Linked DNA regions of Chanodichthys erythropterus: region 1 is linked to region 2. A link is a contact called in public Hi-C data. All regions are on one chromosome and are shown on one strand. Each heading gives the region's core, a stretch centred on a gene start, on an enhancer-like site or on the middle of the called end of the contact. The rest is flanking DNA. Distances are from core to core; before and after follow the strand shown. Region 1 holds the start of cd180 (CD180 molecule). Region 2 holds the start of slc30a5 (solute carrier family 30 member 5).

The links. Hi-C and Micro-C count contacts between places; a contact is called where the count stands out from the background.
Region 1: a contact with region 2 is called in a Hi-C map of an unstated tissue, with 8 times the contacts expected there. The contact joins the promoter of cd180 here to the promoter of slc30a5 in region 2. A contact is called at or near these places in 2 of 2 Hi-C or Micro-C datasets (muscle and an unstated tissue).

Annotation. Positions count from the first base shown.
Region 1 is chr13:4,192,506-4,195,423 of ASM2448905v1, reverse strand. It overlaps cd180 (CD180 molecule), which reads right to left and starts at 1,397. Exons shown (of 3, transcript XM_067407855.1): 1 at 1,268-1,397; 2 at 944-1,104; 3 at 1-848. The coding sequence starts at 1,369.
Region 2 is chr13:4,028,719-4,031,509 of ASM2448905v1, reverse strand. It overlaps slc30a5 (solute carrier family 30 member 5), which reads left to right and starts at 1,497. Exons shown (of 16, transcript XM_067406480.1): 1 at 1,497-1,867; 2 at 2,380-2,502; 3 at 2,600-2,666. The coding sequence starts at 1,797.

The sequences.
Region 1 (2,918 bases), core at 148-2,647, 160 kb before region 2:
AGCATCCATTGCTGAAACCGAGTTGCTTCGAGTTCCCGCTCACGGACAAGTGCGTAAGCACAGGAAAGTTTCTGGTGTTGATGTGGCAGACATCTGAAAATCTATTCTCATCTAGCACCAGATGGGACAAGGTGGACAGGCCAGTCATGTTAAAGGGCAATAAATCCAGGTGGGCTCTGGTAAGGTCAAGCTTTTTAAGCCCTTCAAGGCAATGAAATGTGGAATTATTTAGGTCTGAGAAATGCTGAAGCTGGAAATCTAGGTCAGTAACGGTGATCTTGCAAAAAGATTGTAGAGCAGCTGATGGTATGTGCACATTTGGATCGGTTTCATACAATCCCAGCTTCAGTCTGTTTGTTTTAATGCCTTCAAGCCCTCTTAGTACAGAGGAGAAAGTCATTTTGCTGAAGCAGCCACTGAAGTCAAGACTGCTCAAGTTCAGTGACTTAAAAGCACTTGGTTCTATATTGACAAAATCGTTTCCTTTGAAGCTGATGCTCATTCCGACCACATTGTGAATTGGTTGTAAGTCAGTCAGATTTATCCGGTCTATAGAGTTCATTTCCAGCTGCAGGCTCTTCAAGTTTTGCCAGTGGAAATTGCTTAGTCCATCTAATGAGCGAATGCCACTTCCCCCAATCTCCAGAACCTCCAAATATGCAAGATTTTCTGATGGGATGTCTGATAGGCTTTTGATTTTTGACTGAGTTAGGCTGAGATATTTCAAGGCTAGTGGTCCAGAAAAAGCTCTACCTGCGATGAACACGAGTGGGTTTCCAATTAGGATTAGGACCTCCAAGTTAGGCTGATGCATAAAAATGTCTTCATACATGAAAGTGATGCCACATCTGTAAGTAATAAGGTTTGAGTGTAAGAAGCAGAAGAAGAAACATTAGATTCTCTGATACACAACTCAACTTGAAAGAAAACTAGTTTTGCTCACCTTGTCAGGTCTAATGAATGCAAGTTATTTAGCCTCTGAAAAGTGAAGTTGTATAAAGCCGGCAGGTAGTTGAAGCTAAATTTTAAAATTAGGACAGAATTTGGTACCTCATCTGGAATGAATTGTAGGTCCATATCACTACAATCATAGCCATTGGCTATCTAAAAAAACAAAATGAAACAAAAACAATTATAAATGTTAAATTGAACAGCAAAACATAAGATAAAACTTCACATTATACAGTATGTTAACGGTATATTAATTTGTGGTTTACTTTTATCCATCATGTTGAAAATCATGCAACATAACCAATCATAAATTTACCTGTTGACACTGTCTCTTAGCCCATGGTGTTGCTTCATTATGGGTTAAAAAGTGAAACAGAATAGTGTAACATAACATGTAAAAAACAAAATGCATCTCCATAGTGTATGGGAAAGAAGAGAACAATGTCTCCTCTACATCCAAATATATAGATAAAATAGAGGAACTATTTAAAAAAAAAAAAAAAAAAAAAATCAGCAGTAACTTCCCTTCAGTAACTTCCTATATTCAGTAAAAAAACTTCCCATCTCAACAGTGGCTTACTGTATGGTTAGAGGAAAATAGGCTGTTTCCCTTGTCCTAAACAGTATTATCTCGGAATGAAACTAGAACAGATGGCATGGGTCCATTTAGCACATCCATAACAACTACATTAGTTTATTTATGCCAAATGTCCACATTGTACCCTCAAATATTTAGGTTATAAACTTGTTGTCACTGCTAAAATATAGCAATGCTGTTTCTAGAGTAAGAATTTTTTACCAACAAAAGAAAACAAGCAGTGCATACAAAGTGTCCATTTTATAAAACAGAGGCAAAATCATGCCTATTTAAATATTATTAAAATATTATTTGGCCTATATAATACATGTTTTTATAAAGCATTGGAAATATAAATGTGTTAAAATACATGGAGTGCAGGTATTAATAAAGAGCCAGCTGCAAGATAAATAAATAACTTTTTTTGAACTGTTTGCACTGAAAACATGGTCAATCCAATGTCCCTCATGTTATGAAGCCGTGTAATAGAAACAACCTTCCAGTAGGGGGCGTTATTTTGCTGTCTTTGCTTTCCTCTGTAATAAAGTGAAAAAATGTGATGTTGGCAGTTACGCAACCCTTACATCCAATTGAGAGATAAAGACGACACTCATTATAATGTACATATAAATAGAAATAAATCTTTTTTCAGATTATAGTGTCTCAGTGGAGCCAGAGGATTACTGTGTTTTCAAATCCAAATGTTAATACGCAGGACATGACTCTAGACAGGATTTAATGACTTCCTGTAGGGTGGACCACCAATTGGTTTAATGGATTTGTATTGATATATGCATTATATAATTATAATGTATTTGACACATTTCATGTCTTTATGGGTAATCTTCACATATCTAATTTATATAATTGCTTTTTTTTCTTAATGTATTTTTCATCTCATTACTGTTTTCAAAAGGTTTGCTGTAGTTGAATTTGTAAGATTGACTATCCACAAAATTTAACATTGTAAAAGTAAAGCTTGAACGTGTCAGATGTCACAGTTACTATAAGGAAGGAAGCTGAAAAAAGGGAACCGTGAAAAGGACGCACTGATCATCTGCATTATGACATTTGACTCATAAATCACTTGACCAATACATATGGCAGGGTTTTTGCAAAAGTAATAATTTTGAAAATTTCCCCAAGAAACTTTTGTTTAGTGTCACCTCAACTGATTTCAAATACTGTGAAAAATGGGTTATACCAGGCATGTGTGTATAAAACATCATGAGTAACAAATACCATATAGCCATAATTTCCAACAAATTAATGGAAATTCCATAGTTGTCTTTCAACTGTCCTTCAAAGAAACAAAATGATAAAAACATTCTGAAAGCAATGTGCTGTACACAATTTGGAGACTGTTCAGCAGTATTTAGTGAATTAACTA
Region 2 (2,791 bases), core at 248-2,747:
AAAAAACATTAAATACACTTACTTCTTCTGGAGGTGACGTTGGATCGCGAACAGTAGGCAACGATCCATGCTTGAGGATTAACTTTGAAGCAAGACCTGCTTTGAATTGACCCTCATTCTCAAAACAAAAAAATGATTTGCGCAAACATAAACGTATTTTGGAATTTTGAGTGGCGCCTTTCCTTCGTAAATAAAATCCATCCACTGCGTTTTCAGTGGCTCTGATGTCGGAAGTAAGTGAAAACTACTATGTTCATTATTACATCCCACAACAGAACGATTATGTTTCTTAGGAGACATTACCGGCTGTCGTTGAAACAATGGAGGATGGTTGACAGATCACCGACGGCGGGGTCTATGCCAAAACCAGATTGTCAATCAAACCACGTGGGTGGGGCTTAGCGCAATTCTACGTCACAGTGAGAGCAATCTTAGAACAGGGCGTTCTGAGACAGTGCTTATGAATTATTGAGATTGTAAAATAAACACTGGATAGATTTTTCTCATTCTAGGGTGGTTTTTCTCACACACTGCCAACACACATTTATGGTCAAACACCATGTAAAAGTGAATTTTGCATAATAGGTGCCCTTTAAGATAATTATTTGTGATGTTTTGGAAAACCCAACTATAATGAGTTATTTTTACCTATATAATTGAAGTATCCTACACAGTTCTACACACAATTTGTTACCTGGACCATTAAAATTAGCTAACCTAGTGAATTTGATTCAAACTAGGCAAATTAGGCTAATTGTATTTTTAACTTGAGTCAAACCAGTTAATTTACGTTACCACATAAGGCACATTTTTTGTCAACATTTTTTCAGTGTACATTATTTGTTGAGCAAAATAAAATCTAATCAACTGCTTTTACATGAAAAATTTAACCAAATCAACTGGACTTTACACCAACAAACAGAATTTTTGTGGGGATAGATCAAGACCATTGGTAAGGAAGGACAGTCGAAACGTAGGACATTTTCACTCAGGTTTCCACATAAAAAATAATGGTTAGCACTTTTATTAATTTGTAAAGCAACAACCTGCACAGCTGTGTTGAAATAATGTTCAATGTTTGTCATGTGACAACACTGTAGTATACTTAAACATTATTACATATTGTATACTATTTCACACACTATTCTTAGAAAAATAGTAGGCACTATGCACTGTATACTGGTCAGTAATCATTAAGTAGTAAGTTACTGTGCGATTTTGAACACAGCCCATCTCTGAAACGCAGCTTTTACACATGGATCATGACGTTACAAGCGGATTTCAAAGCTCTTGAAAAGACAACGTAAGATGTTAAAATAAAAAAATATATATCATTTTCTGTTTATGGTTCATTTAACATATATGACAATTAGCAATAAAATTATAATTTCTGTATTCAGAAATAATATATTTTGCTTATTTCATGTGAATTGTCTCGGCGATACATGACTTTTATTTTGAAAGGCTTCATAGATGGTAGCCATATGTGAGGAAATGTTCACGTCACTTCAACTACCACCTCAGTTCATAATGTAGCTGCTAGCTAGTGAAAAATAGATATATAATTCAGAATGTATTTCTATAATCAACGGTTTTTTATTTCAGGGTTCACCGCTGTGGATTACCAGTACATGAGCGTTTTCAGCACCAAAGAGCCCTGAGTTGTGCTGTTATTTGCGGTTTCAGCAGTCTAAACAAGCTAACGCAGTTAGGTAGATAACAGCTTTTGTTTCTCAAAGATGAGCTCTTAGATAAACAGTGAAAAATCTAAGAAATAAACACACAGCAGCTGAAGTATGGATGAAAAATACAGCAGTAATGTTATCTCCAGTGGGAAGCTGGGGCGAGTTGAGGCTCCAGATGCCAGGTAAAACAAAATTACACTAAATTCTCTTACACAATTAGCACTATGTATATGGCAGTACGATGTAACACTGATATTATGGGGTGGTGACGCTGCTTTTACCACGGTACCATATTTAAGAAAACATACTTTTTTTGTAAATGCTAATGTCTTTTAGTGGACCATCTATTGAATGACTACCTCAGTATTCTTGAAATACCAGTAAATACTATTGTCCATTGTATGTTTTTGTACCATACATAACATTACTATATGATGCATCCTGACACTGTACCTATCACTATAGTACTTTTCAATGTGTCTGCATGGTCTTTCTTTTTTACCACATTCAGAGAATGCTTTGGTATTACCATAATGGTAGTGTTCCAAACCAATGGCATTGCTCTGTTTTCCATGGTATTTTATGGTATTTGTAGGTTTTGTTTTTTGATATATTTTTTATAAGAATAGCTCAGCTTTATTTGTCTAATTTTCTACTTTAACTGAATGTTGTTGTTTTCTTTCTTTCTTTCCAGACTGACCCGGTACATAGTATTACTCTACTTTACCAAGCTGCTGAAGGCTTTTGGGATATTTGAGTCCTATGATCTCCTCAAAGTTGTGCATATTGTACAGTTTCTCTTTATTTTGAAAATGGGGTAAGGAGTGACATCACACATGTATAAAAATACAAGTGGCATGATTGTTTACTTACAGCATTTCTGATCATATAAATACGTCCTGTTTTCTGCATAGGTGTGCAATGATACTGGTTTTCTTTCAAAAGCCATTCTCATCTGGAAAAATGATCCCCAAGAGACAGGTAAAGTTCTTCTAATTCTAGTTCTAGAACTTTTAAATTCATCAATTTTAAAACTCTTATCATTTAGATTATGAAAAACTTATGATTATGTCATCGTTTACTCACTCTCATGTTGTGCCAAACCC